3 separate regions of the Mus musculus genome follow, and regions 2 and 3 are each linked to region 1. Evidence: chromatin contacts called from public promoter capture Hi-C data. All regions are on one chromosome and are shown on one strand. The core of a region is the stretch at or near the end of the contact, and the rest is flanking DNA. Distances in the headings are between cores, read along the strand shown.

Region 1 (3,040 bases), core at 401-2,900:
AGCCAGGAGATACCACTTTTCAGATTAGACCCTTTTATCTCTTGAGTTTTCACCAAACTGAAAAAGACTATGTCTAGAGAGAGAAGTCACGGAGTTTAGTAATAGATCGCTGTAAGGAAAAGAATATTGTTCTAATAGTCATAAAGTATATGTCAATTAAGCTTTGGGAAAGTATGGTTTGAAGGGATTAACGGATCGAACGTGTAGAGGAAGGGAGAGCAGACATAATAACGGTCCATAGTCAGAGGTTTTATATTCAAGATGGGATTAGGGAGCTCGAAAGATGACTCAGAAGTTAAGAGCACTGGACGCTCTTCCAGAGGACAAAGGTTTGATTTCCAGCACCCTCGTGGCAGCTCTCAATTGTCTGTAACTTCTGTTCCAGGGGATCTTTCAATGTCCTCCCCTGGCTTTTATGAATAGCAGGCACACAAGCAGTGAACAGACATATAGACAAAAAAAATTTAAATAGTAATTTTTCAAAACAGGATGAACAGGGTGTAAATCAGTTATGGTTTGGAGTTCATGAAGGCAGCACTAGGGCTGAGGGAGCAGACAGGTGACGTCACAATTCAGTCTGACAAGCTAAAGTGGGACTGAGCCCCTAGGCGCTGGGGCAATAACTCAAGGGCGGCTGGGCATGCCCTAGTGTATCATAGGTAGGAGAGGCAAGGCAGCAGAGGAAGAGGGCTCGATGGGTAATGGGTAGTTATGCTGTGCTATGAGGGGTGACTACGAACTTTACAGCTCTTGACTGGAAAAGCAAATCTTTGAAGCAAAATTAATTCCCCCAAACTTCTTTTTGCCTGTTGGAGGAAAATAAATGGTTAGCTATTTGCTCTCAAGTTTTTCTGGGACTGAAAAGAGCTGAAAAGATGAGTCCTGGCACTGTACAGGCAAATCACTCCGGAGGTTCAGGGGACACATACATGTCTGTTAAGTTCAGCAATTTTGTAGTGTCCATGGCCTAACCCACCCACCCCCTGCCCCCAGCCTCCTAAACCTAGAGTAATCAACAGGCCAAATATAGTCAACCAGTATATTTCAAAATAACTGTTTTGGGTGTTTCCCCATAAAAAGGTAAATGAGTTGGTGACTACATTCCATGTTATATTCATTCAGATGGTGCCCTGTAAGTGCATACAAGTATGATCTGTCAAAAACAAAAACAAAATGAGATGCATGAAAGTGACCTTAATTAGAAGTATAAATTGTGGTGGCACACGCCTTTAATCCCCAGCACTCAGGGAGGCAGGGATAAGTAGATCTCTGCTTGGTCTACAGAGCAAGTTCCAGGGCAGCCAGGGCTACACAGAGAAACCCTGTCTCAAAATAACCACGAAAAGTCTACATTTTAAGTCCTTCACAGGCACATAGGTTAGTGTGAACTTGTGAGGGGATGATGTGAGGGGTAGGGAAGCTCTGTTACAGAGATGGACTTGGAAGTACACCTTCAAGGACAGGGACAGTCAGTGCTCTGGAGATCAGTCACTAGGCACCCGTGCAAACTTCTTTTGTTAAATTGGGAAAACACTTCAGCTTGGCTCTCCTTTTGACGCAGGCGCAGAAGCCCACTGGGGGGGGCGGAGCTTGCGCCCACGTGGCGGAGGGGCGGAGTGGGGCGGAGCAAGTCTCGCGAGGCCGCGCCCTTGGTCGCGCGGTCTCCAGCGCGCCGTTTTAGCTGGCTGCCTGGCGGCAGGGGACTCTGTGCTTTAGCAGAGGGACGTGTTTTCGCGCTTGCTTGGTCATGGAGGCGCGGTCCAAGCTGCTGGACGGGACCACGGCGTCCCGTCGCTGGACCCGAAAGCTGGTGTTGCTCCTGCCGCCGCTGCTGCTGTTCCTGTTGCGGACCGAATCTCTGCAAGGCTTGGAGAGTGATGAACGGTTCCGGACCCGCGAAAATGAGTGCCACTTCTACGCTGGTGGACAAGTGTACCCCGGGGAGGCGTCCCGGGTTTCAGTCGCGGATCACTCCCTGCATCTAAGCAAAGCCAAGAGTAGGTGGTGCCTTGCGAGTTTGGGTGGAGGAGGTAGAACTCGAGGAATCTTAGACCCTAATTGTGGATGCTACAAAAGGGTGGGGCTGGAGTTGGGCCGCACCCCCCCCCCAAGGCTGCCTGGGAGTTCTCGGTCCACCCCATGCCTTTGTGGGTGTGAGGTTGGAGGTGGGTTCCTGGTGTGAAGAAAGAAATGGGTTTCTCTGAACAGATTTCGGGAGAGGTAGCGGTTACCCCCAAAGCCGCAGATGGGGGTGTTTCTAGACCCGGGCTTACAGTCGTGGAGGATGTTGTGCAAACTAAAATACTTCCTTACATATTCGAAAGTGCCTGCAGCCGTCCTATCTCTTTTTTCCAGGGAAGAAAGTACATTGATAAGTTGAATAATGATTCACAGAAAGTTTGGTTAAACAGAAAAGTGGTTAAACAAAATGGTCAGGAGGTCAAACTTTTTTTCTCTTAGCTTATAAAGATTGTTATTGAGAGTCATCTCCCCAAACTTTGTAGAGTTAATAGATGTTTATTTAAAAAAAAAAAAACAAGTCTTATGGAGTATTTTGGAGGGAAACTGGGGAAGAGGCGGAAGAGGCACAGTTGGGTTGGTGGTAAATCTTGTGTACTGCCAATTGGGCTTTTCATTATTTGTCTTTCTGTCTAGTGTTTGAAGCTAGTGGCCACTCTCAGAAAAAGACACGTCAGACTAAGAAGATAGTGAGAAAATTGAGGCCTGCTGCATCTGGATATTAAGATTGCCAAAAAAGTGATCAGGGGACACAGACACAGACCATATATTATTTGCTTTTCCCTAACCCACTTTTCCTAGGGATTATTTGGCATTCTGTGAGTGTGTGTTTGAGTTTTGGTGGTTGTGGCACATTCTGTGCTAGTATTCAGTGAAACAATAGTTATACTTAACATTTTGGGGTCAATTTTTTGGACATGGGGACTGGACAGATCTGACAAAATGGCTTCAAATTCTGTAGTCCTCCTCCTTCAGCTTGCAGAGTGCTGGATTCCAATTGTGCTCTACCACATCTGGCTAC
Region 2 (3,040 bases), core at 193-2,692, 4.0 Mb before region 1:
CAGTCATGAGCAGCCCTATGTGGGTGTGAGAACCTAACTTTGGTTCTCTTAACCAGGAAGGCGTTCATCTCTTCTGCCCAAAGGCTTTATTTTTATTTTTTTTCTAAAAAGGGAGCTTCTCTGTGTAGCCCTGGCACTCACTCTGTAGACCAGGCTGATTGACCTCAGCAATCCACCTGCCTCTGCCTTCCTAGTGCTGGGAGTAAAGGTGTGCGCCCCTCCCCCCACCCAAGTTCATCCTGTGTAATGTGTTCCTCTCCTGTGGGAAATAAAAGCTTTCCACTACTTTGTACTTTATATTTTTGAGAAATTACGAGGACAACGAATATAGCAAGCCTGTAATGCCAGCTACTCGGGAAGCTGAGGCGAGCGAATCCCAAGTTCAATGTTAGTTTAGGGTTCCGGGGCAGCCTGGAGACAGACAGAGCAAAGCAAAGCGGTAGAGTGCTGGTAAAGATAGATTTGATCCCATAAAAAAAAAAACACCACAAAATACTGTAAATATATAAAAATGAGAATGATCTTAGGAACGCTGCACTTCTGCTTAGAATTTGTAATCATTTTTTTATTTATCAAAATATATACACGATCAGAAGCAAACGTGGAAAAGTTGGCTCAATGTGGGTCAAGGGCTCTGTGGAAAAAGTTAAGCCCCGGTAAAACTATGGAGCAAAGTGATTCTCTAGGGATGAAATTTGCGAATGCATCAAAGTACTGGCCACTGGCTACACGGGTGCGGCCTCACCAGTACCAACTAAGTGTCCATAAAAAATCCTAGGGAGGAGGTGCCAGATGGGCACGAAAGCAAGCGAGGCATCACCCTTTTTCAAAGTTCAGATTGGCTCCCAGGGCTTAACTCCCCAGGTGTTGGGAGCCCAAGAAGTCCGAGGCAGGTGTTCCCATGAGTCCCCCGGGCGCCGCGGTCAATGTGGCGCGAATCGGGGGCACGAGCCCATATTCTCACACAGGAGGCCCTACAAAAAAAAATGGCGTCGGCTCCACCCCAATGTGGCCAAACTGGGAGCCAGGAGTAACTTCCCTGCGCTTCTGCCCAGCTCCAAGTAGGACGCAGAGAATGCAGCCCGAGGAGAGGCAAGAAAAGATGGCAGGAAGGTCACTGAGGCCTGGGCTGACCTCGAGGCCGAGAGCAGCGCCAGGGAGCCGGCGGGGAGCAGAGCCCCGGTCCCGGCGGCGGCGTCCTTACCTTTATTCTTGGGCATGGCCGCAAAGACTGGCTGGCAGCGTGTGGGACCGCACTCAGGCTGGCGGCAGGAACTGCGGTGACTCCGACGGGCAACGCCGAGAAGTGCGCGCCACGAAGACCGTGCGGGAGGTCGGGAAGCGTGCTCAGGAGAGGCTGGTCACCCGTGCTTGCGAGAGCCTCCCGTGCCCACGCTCGGCAGTGGCAAATGGCGTCGCGGCAGCGGGCGGGGCTTCTCCCCGCCCTCCTCCTCCTCCCCGCCCTCCTCCCCCCCCCCGCCCGCCCGCCCGCCCGCCCGCCCGCCCGCGGAGCCCAGCCTCCCGCGACTCTAAGGCGCAGGCGTGGCCAAGGGGCAGTCCTAGGGTGGGAGCCTAGGGAGAAGCCTGCCAGGGAGGCGTTCACTGCTGCCAGTGGGCACGCAGTAGGTGGAGTGGGGCCTCCGGCGTCCGGAAGGGGGCGGGAGGGGCCCGGGCGGGAGGGGCCCGGGCCCTGCGTCACAGTGGAGGCTTGGAGGAGAGGAGGGGAAATTGAGGTGGTGCAGGCTGCTGGCTTGGGCATCATCTCGGCTTCCTAGCCAAGTGAGCCCCAGGCTTGACAAGGTGCTGACTCACTAACCTCAGAGTTGAGTTTTAATGGGGCCCTTTCACCAGCCCAACCAAGCTGGAAATCTAAGGGGGAAGGAGAGAAGGCACTTCTGCCATCCTCTTCCAAACTTTAATAGAATATTTGCATGATACTTAAAAATAAATCTTGTCCCTAACTCACTGTAGCTAAGTCTGTTTATAATGCTCAACAGAATGCCTGCACATGGTAGGTTGCTCAGCAGACATAGGATAAAAGGAATGGAAGAAAGTCGATGTTAGGGTCCAAATCTCCCAATATTCATGCTGAAGTTCTAACCTGTATGTATATTACTCTGTTTGGATATAAGATCATTAAAGAGCCTATATTGAAATGAGATCCTTAAGACTTGATGCCAAGACTTGACGTTAGCATGGTAACATAGGCCTTTAATCCCAGTACTGTGGAGGCAGAGGAAAGTAAACTATGAGTTACAGGCCAGCCAAGGCTACAGAGTGAGACCCTAACTCAAAACCAAAACCAAAACAAAAGCAATTAGTACCTAGGCATAATGAGGCATAAAAAAGAACAACCAGTTCCTGAGCCCGTAATCATCTGCAAGCCATGAAGACCTCAGAAGAAGCCAGATTTGTCTCTACCTTGACTTTAGACTTGGAATCTTCAAAACTGAGCAAAATAGTAGGTGGGCCTGGTACTCATGCCTATAATCCTAGCACCTGTGAAACTGAGGCAAGAGGATTCCTGCAAATCTATGGGAAAGCTGGGCTACATAGTGAGTTCCAGGCTAGCCTGGGCTACATAGTAAGACCCTGACTACAAAACACACAACACAGTCAAGAGAACGTACATTTTTGATGTTTAAACAACTCGCTCTCCCATTCTTTATTCTGGTGGTTCCAGCAAAGGAATACTGCATAGATTCTCAGAACAACTAACTTCACTTCAAACTAGGTTTATTGGGGCCAGCAAGATGGCTCAGTAGGTAAAAGCATGTACCAGGAAAGTCAGGCAAGCTGAGTTGAGTCCCTGGAACTCGTGGAAGGAGAGAACCAACTCCATAAAGTTGTCCTCTGACAGCCACACCTACCCCTCCATTCTGGCAATAATATAAAGAAATTTAAAGGTAAGCTTATTTTAAATGATCCTCTTGGGAACATTAGCATTTTAACATTCTCTAGGGAAGGAGACTAAATGAAAGAGAAATAAGGTATAATGAACCAACAGTACTTCTCTACCATAGACATTTGGCAATGTCTG
Region 3 (3,040 bases), core at 142-2,641, 3.5 Mb after region 1:
AGACTACAGAAACATAGGCGGGAAAGGGGGCGGGTCCCAGAGCTTGTAGCGTGGAAGGGGTTGGAAAGGCAAAGTTTCACCTAGTGGGGGCACGAAGGAGACCACTAAGACTGCAATTATCCGACCACTGACCCGTTTATTGTTCTGCCCAAGTATGGTCTCAAAACATTCAAAGTTGAAGAAATCAGTACGCTGTCCCCGCGTCAGGGATAAACAAGCAAGAGGACCTAGGAAAATGGAAGGTTACTGCTGATCCATCCACAAAGATGGAGTAAATGCAGGGAATAAGATAAGCTCTTTTAACATCTGCGCCAAAAGCACCACGGAAGGACATGGGACAGGGTAGATGATTCAGGCTAGGCTCTAAATTAGGACTACAGAGGAGGAGTGATAGGATTTTTTTTAACTTCTCCCCTTAATAATGCATCCCGATATTCACGTAGCTGAGCGATTTGACAGGGAGACAGAATTTGGGAAAGGGAAGGTACTCTAATGACTCTACAGATTGACCTCTCAAACCTTAGCCCGAAAGCCGCGGGAGCAGGGAAGCAGAGCCCACCTCGGATCAAGAAAAACTAGGGGTTTCATATGGGTCGCTGCAAGGGCTGAGAAGCAGCAAGCGCGCAATAATTATGAGAACAATCTTAGGTGCGTCCCTCTCTCCCACTTTTTAATCTAATCCCCAGCCCACTACCCAATGAACTATGGACTCCCTCCCGCACTTCCCAACCCGCCCACTGCGACGACGAAAACAGAGGCGAAGAGCGATTGGTGGGGCAAAGGCAGGCCCACACGAGGCAGAGGCCGGGGGAAATGGTGTCGCTTTAACCGGTAAGAAACAGGATGGTCTTCAGCTCAGGAAGGATTTACCGGCACCACGACGTTTCGCCATTCGTCATCTCCTTAACGTCTGGTACCTGAGAAGCGTCACAAACGCGGATAGCTAACCCCTTGGTACCGTGTAAGAGCAAGACAGGCAGCCGCCGCCGCCGCCATCTTAACAGGCGGCCCGACCCTAGTCACTGCCCCCCCACCCCCAAGGTATCTCCGCCACCGCCGGCGAATCCCCACGAGGACGTAACCCTGCTCCCGCGAGAACTCACCGGCTAAGAACGGCAGCACCAGAAGACGCTGCTCGCGCCTCCGCAGCTCCTGCACTCAGTAGCCAACCTCGGCCGCCGCCTTCGCGTGATCCCAGGAGAACCTCCACCGGACCAGGAAAAACTGAGCCCAGCCCGTCCCAACCCTCGCTTGCCACCAAACCCCAAATCGCCACCGCTCCGCTCTCACCCCACGCGAAGCGAAAAGCAAATGACGCACAACCTCACGGAGCACTACGGGGCGGAGCCAGCATGCCGCCGCCGGCTCCCGCATGCGCCGTAGGAACTATCGCGATATTACGTTCAGCCTCGCCGAGACCTTCGTAATTCACCGCAGGAGACCGCCCGCGCCTCGCCTTTAGGAAACATGAGATCTCGCGAGACCAGGTGCACGCTCCTAAAAAGGAGAAAGGCGGAGCTTCGTGAAAATGACTGGGAGTTTTTTCGGGGAAAGGGAGGAAGCTCTCGTCCTTTAGGGATCTCGCTTACCACGAGGTTTCCGACCCACTGCGGAGCTTGCTACCAAACCTCGCGATGACACAGCTCAGCGCCAAATCTCGGCCATGTCTTGAAAACTACCTCCGCCCCCGATTTAGGTGTCTGGAGCCTGCCTAGTGCTTAAAAAGTCAACCTGTTTATTCTCACGCTTCCAGCAGGGCTGTACCAATTAGCCAAACTCCATTCCGAAAGCGAAAAGAATGGGTTCCCATTGTTACCTGCCTCGAGGAATAACGTGCTAGTCTTAACTAACGCATAAAAGATGTTCAATTTACAATAAACACACAAATGCAAATGGAAACAATGACACACCAGTTTTTGTGCTCAAAACATGGGGGGAAAAATCTAAAGACCTCTAATATCCATACTTCTTCCTTCGCCGCACTGCAGGCTAACCTGAATCCATCTTTTCACTAAAAGCTCATATCATTAGTTCTACCTCCGGAGTCACCAGTTTTAAATATTGAGGCTTTCCTTACCTTATAACAAAAAAGACCCAATAAAGTGGTTTTCTCCAAACAAAGGCGTCTGCCCTCAAAAGCAAATTCAAGCTTGGGGTGGGGAGAAAGGCGCTTGGAGATTTTAATATGGCAGTTTTTGCATGTCTAACCAACAATGTTTCTCCAATAAATCGGGATCCAGTCTGGCCCGTTTGTGAGCTTTTCCATTCTAATCCATTGTTCTGTCTATTCTAATTTAAACATGCTTCCTTCAGAGTACAGTTTAATTGTACAAGCACCCCCATCTTTAAAAACATTTTCTTGGTTATTCTTAGCCATCCCCCCCTCATAAACTTTAGAATCGTCAAGTTCCAAAAACTTAGTATATTTATTGGAATTGCATCAACTGCTTGAATCAATATAGAAAAATGAATATCGTTACAGAATAGAGGCTTCCTATGCAGAAGCCTGATATTCCTTCTCCATTTATGCAAACGTTCTTCCATTGTATTCCTGAAAGTTTTATAGTTTACTTCCAGATATTTTTATTTTTCTTGAAATTTAGAGTGGGGGGGTTGGTATTAAAATTTCAAAATGTTTATTGCTTATATACAAGACTGTTCATATTTAACTACTGACTTTTGTAATTAGAAAAATGAAAATATGCTCAAACAGCAGTAAAATGAAAGCAACGACATGTGATTTTTTACTGTATAACTGAAAAGATATAAAGATAAGTAACAATTCATGTTGGCATAGCTATGGAAAAATAGGCAATATCGTACTACGTTGGAGAGTGTAAATTATTATGGCCTTTGGGGAAGGAGATTTAGATAAATCTATCAAGATTTGAAATACATACACGTTTTGATTCTGCTATTACTTCTCGAAGAATTTCTCCTACAGGAATACCTTCGTACATGTGCACGAAACATACACAAGCCCATTCATTACTTGCAATAGCCCCCTCTCCCCCAAAGAAAACAAGCTAGTGTACAACAA

Evidence for each region. Promoter capture Hi-C pulls out the DNA fragments that hold promoters and counts their contacts.
Region 2: a promoter capture Hi-C map of pre-B cells shows a contact between it and region 1. The contact joins the promoter of Eif1ax here to the promoter of Prdx4 in region 1. A contact is called at or near these places in 2 of 39 promoter capture datasets (erythroid cells and pre-B cells).
Region 3: a promoter capture Hi-C map of erythroid cells shows a contact between it and region 1, with 2.8 times the contacts expected there. The contact joins the promoter of Huwe1 here to the promoter of Prdx4 in region 1. A contact is called at or near these places in 2 of 39 promoter capture datasets (cranial neural crest and erythroid cells).

The regions. Positions count from the first base shown.
Region 1 is chrX:155,337,070-155,340,109 of GRCm38.p6, reverse strand. It overlaps Prdx4 (peroxiredoxin 4), which reads left to right and starts at 1,650. Exons shown (of 7, transcript NM_016764.5): 1 at 1,650-1,997. The coding sequence starts at 1,748.
Region 2 is chrX:159,370,580-159,373,619 of GRCm38.p6, reverse strand. Eif1ax (eukaryotic translation initiation factor 1A, X-linked) reads right to left here and starts at 1,442. Exons shown (of 7, transcript NM_025437.5): 1 at 1,205-1,442. The coding sequence starts at 1,220.
Region 3 is chrX:151,801,633-151,804,672 of GRCm38.p6, reverse strand. It overlaps Huwe1 (HECT, UBA and WWE domain containing 1), which reads right to left and starts at 1,391. Exons shown (of 83, transcript NM_021523.4): 1 at 1,104-1,391.